Linked DNA regions of Mus musculus: region 2 is linked to region 1. A link is a contact called in public HiCAR-type data. All regions are on one chromosome and are shown on one strand. The core of a region is the stretch at or near the end of the contact, and the rest is flanking DNA. Distances in the headings are between cores, read along the strand shown. Region 1 overlaps Gorab (golgin, RAB6-interacting). Region 2 overlaps Kifap3 (kinesin-associated protein 3).

Region 1 (5,837 bases), core at 1,838-4,337:
CTCCACTTTCCAAAGCTTTGTCTGCTCCTCCGGAGGCAGTAGATACTTCACAGACACTTTGGATCGTGAGGGTTTGTCTTTTCAGACTCAGTTGATGCCCCCTCGCCACACTGGCCCATTCAGAAGCTCTCCCCTTGGAAGTCAGATACCATAGCCTAAGATTTCAGTGTCAGCCAAGTCCAGAGGACCACAACTTAGTCCCTTTCCAGAAAGAAGTGAACAGCAGTAAGCAGGAACAGATAGTCAACATTTGGGAGATGAATGGAGACCAGAGAAAGTTCAGCTTTTAAAGATATTTCTTATCATTAGTGTTTTCTCCAACTGGAAGTCTGTCTGGTACTCCAGTCTCTCCCATCTCTTCCCCTAGTGCCTGCATTTCAGTTCCCCAAGAAGGGGAAATAGAACTGATTCCTATTGGTCACTTCCAAGGAAACCTATCTACTACACAATGCAAGCAAGGAATGCAGGTTTGTCTCTGTTTAGCAGAGAATGGGAAAGAGAAGAGAAATGGCAGCATAGCAGGCTAATATTTTGATGTATTAACCAATGTGTTTTCCCCGTGATTTCCTGTTACTCTTTACTCCCCCCCCCCCCAAAAAAAAATCTGGGCAGTTAGACCATGAGTCATTCTGTGCCTCAAGGGAGTGTTGTCACAGCAGAGTCAGAGAACAAAAGAGACAAATTCTTGGCTTTGGAGTTTAAAAAGCTCAGCTTCGGGCTTCAGACAAAAAAGATTTGGACGACTATTTGATCCATTTGAGCCAATTTCTTTTTCCCCTGCCCACGTAAGATAAAAATTCCCCTGGCTGGGATACAAGAGGCAATTTTAAGGCAAAGCCAGAGGGTTAGAAGCCATGTGGTCTCCAGGGATCTCCAGGGCTCTTTTACCCTTCCTCTTCCTAGGCTTTGGAGTATTGGGTTTTAAAGTATTAAGTCAATTATTTCTTAGTGTATTTCTTAGTTGGGTTCCAGAAGGTAGCAAGTCTTAGAAATCGTTGTAGTAGGTATTATGGCCAGAGAAACTGCCTAGTATATACAGACTAAAAGGGCTGAGGTGACCTTGGGTGGGGGGGGGGGGGTGAGGGAGCTAAGCCTAAAATTCTCTATGACCCTCGGATATAGGGGTGGCTAACAGACAGCAGAGCTGGAGGAATGCCACAGTTATGGCAAGTATGATAACAGTATTCCCAAGGATTGGGTAACAGGGACTGGTGGTTTCAGATACTAGCCTGGGCAGATAACAATCAGGCTGGAGCTGGGGGACAACCTAAGTTCAAAACTGGTGAAATTGGGAGAATCCTAGGAAAGCTTGGGATACCCAGCAAGATCCTGGCTCAAAACCAATGCAATTCTGTCAAAGCAGCTTGAATTCACTTGGAGCAGTCATTTGAGCTTGTTGAACCTGCAAGTCTATCTGCACCAAATACTTCTCCAGATACGATGGAGTGACCCTTGATTTCAAAGTTTCTTCAAGAACAGGGTCACAGAAATTTGATGTCTTGACAAGCTCTGGACCCCTACAAGCTGCCTCAGAGTCAAAGCTTCTAGTCTGCCTCTTTATTTACCTCCTCTATCAAGCACTGGGAGAGGCTTTTTTCCTTCTTATCTACCCGATCAAATTCCATCCAAAGAGGAACACAAATGGCTGTAATGTCCTTTCTAGAATTTCATTGCCAACTTCATATTACAGGAAGAATGAAAGTCTAACATCATGTAGAATACAGAGGAGCCTCTTTCCAAGCCATTGTTGGCTCTTCTATTAGTTTTACAAAATGATTTGCTTGCCTTCTGAAATTACCTACACTCCACTCTCCCTTCTCTGTAAAAGTACCCCACCATCAACTACCTGTCCTCTTGGGTGTCACGCTATCTCCTGTATGTCTACATGTTGGTAGATTTTGTATTTCCTGTTCACCTGTCTACTGCTAGCTTATGTCATAGATTAAAATTCCAGAAGAGTGGCCCAGTGTGCTGGCTCTTGCTTGGAATCCCAGTGATTGGAAGGTTGAGGCAGGCAGACCAAATTCATGGCTAGCCTGGTAGAGGAAGCAAGTTTTAGGCCAGCCAGAGCTACCTGGTGGGACTGTCCAAACATCCCTCTCCCTCACCACTCTCCCAACCCACGTCACTGAAGCCTTAGATGGGACATTTGGATTTCCCTACATTGCCCTCCGTTCTTTTCCTACAAACTGATTTTAAAAGTGAAAACCCGTCACCTGAAAAGGCTCTGAGCCCAGAAAAGCCACTGCTTGCTCTGACAGGTTTAGGACATGGCTTTGCCCTGGACCTCAAGACATTAAGGCACACAGAAACTCATTTCAGCCACACTTTTATCATCTTCTGAACTGGGAGGACTCAGGACTGTGGGAGAAGAATTGTCAGCTTCCAGCTTCCATCTGAAGACATTCCAGAGCTCCCTTCAGTTGGAACTTTCTTTCTCCACCTTACAGTTACTGAGTATCTCACCTCTTACCTTGGACAGACCTGTCCCCAACATGGGGGGGGGGGCGAGTTTGGTTAGCCACTTGATCCAGGGGCCTTCCTGTCTTCTCTGGGTAGCACAGAGGTAGGGCAGAGAAAGCTTAGTCTTAGTCTAAAGCAGATCTCGGTGGCACTAAGGCCCCATCTGATTGGAGGGACATGAAGTAAGCAAGCCAACATATGGAAAATGACTCGTGTGTTCCTCAGCACCTCCCAGCAATAAAGCCCAAGCCCTAACAACGAATCATAAACCTGACAGACTGTATAGATTTTCAAGTTTGCGACTGAATTGCTTTGTCTTTGCTTGGCTAAGTAAATAAGTTTCTAAGCGAAGCCTCTGGTGTAGCCTCAGAAAGCTGGATGAAACCAACAGCCACACGGACTGTACACATGGCCTTATTACCCAATCTCTGAAGCTCACAGAATGACTTTTCTAACTCCGGTTACTCATTTCCTTCTTCTCCTTGTAATGGCACCAGACCTCAAAAGATCATTTCATCCCTTATAGGATGAACCTTTGGCCTAGTGACGTACCCCTTAGGCATCCTACAATCTCTGAGCAATGTTACCCCTGTCACATCTTATTGCTTAATTCTGTGTCTATTTTAGGTTCCTGGAGTCATTTGGCTTGGAGAGAACTTTCTGACGTGATCTCCCAACAGGCCTAGTGTTGACTCACCTTCACTTCTCATGGTTCCATTGCTAGCTTGTCCTGGCTTACGCCATTACTGCCCCTTGCTAGCTTGTCCTGGCTTACGCCATTACTGCCCCTTGCTAGCTTGTCCTGGCTTACGCCATTACTGCCCCTTGCTAGCTTGTCCTGGCTTACGCCATTACTGCCCCTTGCTAGCTTGTCCTGGCTTACGCCATTACTGCCCCTTGCTAGCTTGTCCTGGCTTACGCCATTACTGCCCCTTGGTTTGACAACTGTACTGAGCTCCTACACTCCTGTTATTATTTCCCTTCCAGGAAGATACCTTCAACATTTTATCATAACAGTGTCTTTATTTCTTCCAGTAGTTGATGAGGATTTGTACTGGCTACCCTAGTGGATTGTCTAACTTTCAATACATGATACCTACCTACCCCCACTTCTTTGTACTCTTACTTTGGTAACGAGACTGAAAAAAAAAATCTTCCAATCTGACTCATTGTTTAACATGGATATTTTGTTTTTAGTGGTAAAAGTCAAGTAAAATAATGTAGTAGTTCTTAGTCACAACGCCCAAACAACTGGATGGAATATCTAAAAGTAGAATTATCCATGTTTAATATTCTAGCCACTTACTTTGCTTTCCTTAAAGATACTGTGCATCGGAGTATAAGATGTTAATCATATTCTGTTAATTAGACCATAAGCTTAGTGAAGAGGGGCACAGACCATACACATCTGTATGAGTTGTTACATGCAGCTGCTTGATCCACTGCAGAGATGACATTGCATTTTGGAGACAGCTGCTTGGGATTAGGATCTTGCAAAAGTACTCTAACATTACGGTGAAGGTAGCCTGGGGCCCCCGCACACTCCACCCCATCTCTCCAGAGAACAGCACAAGTCAGGCCTGGGGTAGATCTATGCTGAGAGGAGGGATAATTACCCTGGACCAGCTTGGCCTCGGGTCGCAGCTAGCAGACTGAGTTATATCTATCAGGGCTTTTTAAAATGCTGACTTGGCTCCTTAGAAATACAAAACCTCAAACATCATTTCTAAAGGTCACTGGGAATGGGCTGGGTCAGAATAACTTGAGTCAGTTCTGGGCCAATACTATGAAAGAGGAAGTGGCTGAGCAGTTAGATAAGCTCCTGCAGAGTACTACATTGCTAACTCCAAACAAAGAAGAGGGCTTTAGAGCTGAGTTTCTACTCTGTAAGTCAAATGCCCATCAAGCAATGAAGTCTGCTCCCTTAATCGCAATCAGAGATCTTTATCATGACTTGCAAATCAGCTGTGCTCTCCTGAGAACAGATTTGCCACCTGTAAGCACTGTAATTCAGCAAAATTATGCAGAGGTGAAATTTTTGAGAAAAAAAAAAAAAAAAAAAAAGGTTATTTTCAACACAAGAACCATCCTTACAGGAACTCTGCTTCTCTGAAGCCCATAGAAACAGCCCGTTTAAAACAGACAAACAAACAGAAACAGTTACAGGGAATCGAGTTTTAAAAGAACTCTTTAAATTCAAATTCAAAACAGGATTGTGCTCTTCAGTAAGTGCAGTTTACAACTCTCTGGTAAACACTACCTGCTAACAGGGACAAGCAGGATGATGGTTAGTAATTTGGGCCTAATTCCCTTCACAAAAATGGACTTGTTTTAATCGACCGAAGCTGACGAGGCACAGTTTAAAGGATGTGTTCCAGGGCTATCCTGGGGAAGTCAGTGCACATGGTCCTCACATCAGGACCCTCCAGTTCTCACCCATTTGCTCTGGAGCCTTACACACATGGGCTGCAGCTGCCTTTGTATAAAACTGTTGCAATATAATTCTGTCACTTATATCATCACCTGAGCATTTAGATACCACCCGAGGAAAGCTGGTGAGACAATGCTTTGTCAAAATAATGGCTTCAGTGGAACTTTCATAGCACACATTTGAAAGCATCAACACACACACACACACACACACACACACACACACACACACGGGGAGGGGAGGGACTAGTTAGAAAACAAAATTGTTAGTAGATGGATGCGGTGAATTTTATGGGTTGAAATAGGCAGAAACTGTAACAGAAGTACAGAACTCTGCTAGGTGCAGTAGACAGTACAATTCTTCTGGGATTCTCTGGGATTCTGGGATTCCATACACATGCTATTTAACACAGATTAAATGGTGTGAAAGACCATATTAAATGACAGACCATACTGTAAACTTATCAGACTTGTTTATTCCTTAGAAAAATAAGACTGTATTGGGCAATGAAGTTTTAAATTTGTATGCGTCTCATTCATAAATAAAAACAACACTATGGAAATAAATGCTTGTGTTTAGAAATCAGTAATGGACAATTATACTTGTGGCTCAGATCATAGAAAAAAATACAAAGCATCCTTACTATCAGAAGATGTCTTAGACAATAGTCTAAAAATAGGACATCCCTAACGTTTCTACAATGTATTATGGAAACAGCTGTCTTTATCTCCTTTAAAATACAGCTCCTTTTTTATGAATGAAACACATTTTTCATTTTTTGTGATTTCTGAGAAATCGATAATTTAAGGTAATATTTGTGGCAAAACTAAGACATTTATACACATTCAAATCTAGCACAATGCACCAGTCAAGTTTTTGGGAACAGGTGATTGACAAACTATGAAAGCAATTAGAAAATGAGTGCTTTAACGATTTCAATGCT
Region 2 (5,837 bases), core at 2,359-4,858, 510 kb after region 1:
TATATTTGTTTTACAGATAAAGAAACCATAGCTAATTAAAGTGTCCAATAGAAGTAACCTAATACGCGTGGGTCCACTGGATCGAAATACTACCTCTATACATAAATTCATAGCAAAGCTTTCTTTAAATTATGCTTATATGCCTCTTAGCTAAGTGATATATTCATGAAATGTGAAGCTTGGTCTTCTATAGTGGGCTCTCAATGACAACACAAGAAATAATTTCATCAGTATACCTGGTTGGCGTATTAAGAAATCCCTTGTCTCAATTCATAAAAGCTAACCATCACTAAATACTAAAAAAAAAAAAAAAAAAAAAAAAAAAAACCTTGATTTTTTTTTTTTCTGAAGCATCTGGCATTCTAGTTATAAATATTTAATTAGCCTGTATAATTATTATATAACTAATATGAAAATTCACAGTACAAATGTTTTCTGTAAAATTAAAAATGAAAGTTGATTTGGATATATGATCTTATAACAAAAAATGCTTATATTCTTTATAAACCTAATTGTTCTGCTATTATAATTACTCTTTCTCTTCTGGTTCACAATAAGTACTGTCTTTTACATAGTCCCAATCTAAATACAGCAGAGCGCTACAGATCTTGCCTTACTTCTTTAAATAAGACCTGTTTTCATTTTAATGTAATTCGATGGCTTCAAATAAGTTAAACATTTTGATTAATATTGAATATGTAGTCAGGAGTGTGGGACATTTGTATGACCCCAGCCTTCAGGACTATAAGACAGGAAGGCCCAAGGTCAGCCAGGGTCATATGGTGAGACTCTATCTCAAAGTTTTCCAATATGAGGGTAATTGAATATATAAGTCAGTAAATCTTGAGACCAATTCAACAAAGTTTATCATTTTTAATTATAGTTTATAAAACTATGTAGCTTTATTGAGAGATATACTTAGTGATTTTCATATTTTAAAATTTCCCTATTTTGCTTTTATTTCTGTCAAATTTTAGTGTCTAGAAAAATTCATATAGAACTTCTATATTGAAAACTACTGTGATATATTCTTTTATGAAGTAAATAGGCTACTTAAATATTTTTAGCCTTGAAAATGAACCAAAGGCTTTTTTAAAATCAAAAGAGTAATATACTTACTGTAGTTATTTTGACTTGAGAATTTTTTATCCTTTAAAAAACTTTCCCTGAAATAATATTATCTTTAAGAACTTTATAAGCTTTAAATCCTATAAGCATATCACTTTTTCTTTTTATTTGTAGAAGCATAATTTACTGTTAACTTCTTTGAATTTTGATAGCTAACAAATGAAATGAAAAAGGACACTCAACCACGTCAGGGGAGAAGAGGTTTACAGCAGAGCAGAGGGTCTCTCATAGGCCTTGTGCACCTTCTATTGCAGTCATTATTCTGGAATAATTCTTGTTTTGTTTTGTTTTGTTTTGTTTTGTTTTGTTTTGTTATTTTGAGACAGGGTTTCTCTGTCTGTCCTGGAACTCACTTTGTAGACCAGGCTGGCCTTGAACTCAGAAATCCGCCTGCCTCTACCTCCCTAGTGCTGGGATTAAAGGCGTGCGCCACCACTGCCCAGCTTCTAGAATAATACTTAGTTAAATAAGTTTATTCTTAATTTATTTTTTCGCTTATTCAGATATCTTTAGTTATTTAAGATTCTCTTTTTTTAAGTGATGATTTTTATTCTTTGAGAATCTCATACATACATAAACTGTGTTTTGACTATATCTACCTCCCATTTCTTTCCTACACCTCCTCTGCGATGAAATTCTCCTTTGACAGTAGAAAACCATGGATCTTCAGTTAGGCATATTTATTTTAATTCTGCAAATACTTAAACATATTAAATTGCAATAATTATTCACACATTTTGTTACGATGATCTAGCTGTGTGATGTTCCCAATCTGAAATCTTAAACTACAAGGTAGATCTTAGTTTCTCATATGTAGGAGATAAACTTTAAAACTCATTAAATAATATCAAATCAAAATGCTGATTATGCACAAAAGAAGTTACTTGATATGCACTCACTGATAAGTGGATATTAGCCCAGAAACCTAGAATATCCAAGATACAACTTCCAAAACACAAGAAAATCAAGAAGGAAAACCAACTCGTGGATACTTCATTCCTCCTTAGAATAGGGAATAAAATATCCATGGAAGGAGTTGCAGAGACAAAGTTTAGAGCTAAGACCAAAGGATGAACCATCCAGAGACTGCCCCACCTGGAGGTCCATCCCATAATCAGCCACCAAACGCAGACACTATTGCATACACCAGCAAGATTTTGCTGAAAGGACCCTGATATAGCTGTCTCTTGTGAGGCTTTGCCAGTGCCTGGCAAATACAGAAGTGGATGCTCACAGTCATCTATAGGATGGAACACAGGGCCCCCAATGAAGGAGCTAGAGAAAGTACCCAAGAGCTGAAGGGGTCTGCAACTCTATAGGTGGAACAACAATACGAGCTAATCAGTACCCCCAGAACTTGTATCTCTAGCTGCATATGTAGCAGAAGATGGCCTAGTTGGCCATCATTGGGAAGAGAGGACACTTGGTCTAGCAAACTTTATATGTCCCAGTACAGGGAGGGGGAAAGCCAGGGCCAAGAAGTGAGAGTGAGTGGTTGGGGAGCAGGGTAGGGGGGAGGATATAGGGGACTTTTGGGATAGCATTTGAAATGTAAATGAAGAAAATATCCAATTAAAAAAAGCAAAAAAAATGCTGATTATGAAAATTTCCATTTTATTAACTGACTTTAAATAATATAAGAATATATTTCCATAAATGTTCCATTCACTAACCTGAAATTGTTGTCTTTAACTCTCACCTCTCCTGGTGTTGAAAAGACAAAGAACTTAGGCTGTGGATTTAAAATCTGACAAGCCTGGTTACCCTTAGAGGGAAGAAGTGCTGCCTCTGGAGCCTCTCCCTAAGTCAGGGAAATATCCAGATTACCTACCAACTCTTCCCTGCTTCCTCATCATTGTCTTGAGGACAGCTAAACCTAGCAAAGTTATGTAGGGAAGAATAGTAAAAGATTAATGCGGAAACAGGAGCATTGTCTCATCAACACTATTTGTAGTGATTGGCAGTGGCATGTATGACAGAGCATGAGAAAGTTACAGCAATGGGAAGTGCCACCGCCACTCGACTTCCATGGCTTTCAGGCTTTATTACGGGAACATTTCAATTTGAGTAGCTTCCTGTAAAGCAGTTGATCCCGGGTGCCTGCTAGGTAAAGAATTAATTTTTATGTTTGATAATTAAAAGATATATGAATTAAAATCTGAGAAACTAAGCCAAATTGAAAAAAGTGTTAAGACCTAATCTATATCGTTGCTTTTCCTAAGCTCAAGTCAAAGGTGCTTCGTAGTCTGAGGGTCTGCATTTCTGTAATGTGGTGAGTCAGTTTAATTGGAAACAGTGAAAGCTGTTAAACTCATCTATCTCATTCTACAAGAGAGACCGGACGTTTGATAAAATAGATACTGGCAGTTGGACAGCAAATCCTTGGCTTTAGACACGTGTCACTATTGGTTTGAACCTCTTGGCGCCAGGGTTTCCCGACATTTAGAGCTAATGCAAAATGCATTAGGGCTCCAAGGCATTAGCTCTGAGGTTGCCAATCACAGTGTCAAATGTAAATCTCCCCAGCTCTGAACTGGGGTTGGGAGTGAAGTGGAACTTGGTATTGAAGCTAATTAAAAATAATGGGAGCAAGGCAAGGTTTTTGGTTGTTTTTTTTTTTTTTTAATGTTATGTACTATGTATTCATGCCATATTTTTGGACATTTTTTTATTATAACTCTTACTTTTCAAGACTAACAAGAACCTCATGTTGAGAGTATTCTTAAACTGCTTCCAGCTTTTACAAATCAGTTTTTGTTGCAGTAAAAATGGTCCATTTTCCTTTTATAGGAATCCAATTTTCATAAACTGGAAAAAAAAAACGCAGTCTGCTTCAGTTTCCTTGGGGCTTTGAAAAATATTTTTCAGAGAGCCTGGCGCTCTTTGTTATTGGTAGGATGATGTCATCACTGACCATCTCGCTGAGGTCAGAGTGAAGTGGACTCGCCCATGACCTGTTCCCTGCTTCATACGCCTTCGTTTTCTGTGTGTTAGTTACAACCTCTTGTCTTTTTTCTTAGCGTATTTACTGTTATTTGTTTTGTGCTTGAGCTTATATATTATACATGTATGCCTTTCACTGAAGCCTCCTTATCTTGTGAACCATTAAATAACGGCTGAAGTGTTAGTTTCAGGATCATAATGAAGTAGCAGATTATTTCTCTGAATGAAAGAATCATTTAGACCATAAATTTTAACCATAAATTACACTTCCATATTGACTGTACCTGCCATGGCATGCATGTGGAGATGAGAGGGAAACTGCAGGCATCAGTCCTTTCCTTTCATCATGGACCCCAAGTATTAAATGCGGGTGGTCAGACCTGCTAGGAAGCATCCTTATACTACCAACCACTTAGTTTTTCATGTGTTGTTTTTCCTATCACTAGGATTCTGTGTATACAAGTGAGAGTCACTTCTTTCACTCTAAGGCTGCCCTTATCCCCCATCAAAACCCTAACTTACCAGGTTTAGGACAAGGCCATTATCAAACAATATATAATCTTAAAAATAAAATAACTCATTCAGTGTCCTGTATATTTAATGCACTGCTAAACTTCTATACACTGAGTTCTTGACGTGGTTATATGTGTAGGTCCCCAAAACACCTTAGTTCTGGAGACTTGCAGGCATGTTTAAAAGAACTGCTTATAGGTTTAAATAAAGTTTTTTTTAAAGCCTTGATTAAAAGAAATACAGAAGAGGGGCTGGAGAAATGGCTCAGCAGTTAAGAGCACCACCGCTTCTTTAGAGGACCTGAGATTCAATTCCCAGTACCCACATGTTGCCTCACAAACATCTGTAACTCCAGTTCCAAGGGATTTGATGACCTTTTCTGACCCTGTGAGCAGCAGGCACAAACATGGTATACACAGACCCAGGTAAAACACTCATACATACAAATGAGAAAATAATTTTTAAAGACACAGTTTCTTTATAAATACATATGTATGTATATTGAGAATATAACAGCAAGGTTGAATAGCAGTATAGCATCCCATTACTTTAAAAATTGCTTTGTTTTATAATGATGCTTCTACCGGAAAATATGTAGATCTATGCAAACTTTTATAATATATTGAAAATTAATTATGAATATTAAGTTATCGAAGGGATTTTTTAGCTTATGTAAAAACATCTCAAACACAGTAGTAAATGCTGTCCAGGTCTAAATCAGAGGAATAATTAAGCTCTTTCTAGTTTTGTCAGGATTGATGGAGTGGAAATATGTCGCAGAATTTCCTGAAATTAATAAAATCATTCATAAGCTATATAACAAAGGAAATCATGCCTAAAACAGTGCAGTGATCACTCTCCCTGTAAACTTGTAGGATGCAGAAACCTGCTGAGCATGAATGGCAGGAGCTCTAAGATGTCCGTGGTGGGGAAACTCACATAAAGGTTGTTTTCATTAGGAGACTTGCTATGTGAAAGGATCCTTATGAGAAATTTTATTATACTTTCTGGATATTACCAATTGCATTTCTCAAAGTAAAGTATTCCTAGGAACCTTTAAATTTTTCCAAGAAAATGTTTAAGACTTTTTAAAAATCTGAGTACACCAAAGCTAATGACTCACATGCCTCTGACCGTCATACCTGCACATGTCACATTTGATCAAGTCATGTATGTGAAGAGGGTGAAGAGTGAAAATAGAAATTAAGGGTCAGAGATTTTTAGGGAACCAACCGGAACTGGGCAGTGATAAA

Evidence for each region. HiCAR-type assays count read pairs that join an accessible place to other places.
Region 2: a contact with region 1 is called in a HiCAR-type map of fibro-adipogenic progenitors, with 3 times the contacts expected there. The contact joins two enhancer-like sites. A contact is called at or near these places in 7 of 39 promoter capture datasets (the 3T3-L1 cell line, 3T3-L1-derived adipocytes, the C10 cell line and 4 more), 7 of 484 Hi-C or Micro-C datasets (CD8 T cells, the G1E-ER4 cell line, the P5424 cell line and 3 more), 3 of 115 datasets of contacts at active chromatin or transcription factors (the NIH/3T3 cell line, embryonic fibroblasts and fibro-adipogenic progenitors) and 1 of 9 other capture datasets (embryonic trunk).

Annotation. Positions count from the first base shown.
Region 1 is chr1:163,379,559-163,385,395 of GRCm38.p6, forward strand. Gorab (golgin, RAB6-interacting) reads right to left here. Exons shown (of 5, transcript NM_178883.6): 5 at 5,345-5,837. Among named protein-coding and RNA genes, the nearest start is that of Gm24940, 20 kb to the right of the region's middle. Within about 2 kb of position 3,088, at least 113 of the 459 cell types and tissues checked have an H3K27ac peak or open chromatin away from gene starts, as enhancers often do. A contact at or near this core is called in fibro-adipogenic progenitors, where this site is marked.
Region 2 is chr1:163,890,398-163,896,234 of GRCm38.p6, forward strand. All of the region lies in intron 19 of Kifap3 (kinesin-associated protein 3), which reads left to right. Among named protein-coding and RNA genes, the nearest start is that of Scyl3, 36 kb to the right of the region's middle. Within about 2 kb of position 3,609, at least 9 of the 459 cell types and tissues checked have an H3K27ac peak or open chromatin away from gene starts, as enhancers often do. A contact at or near this core is called in fibro-adipogenic progenitors, where this site is marked.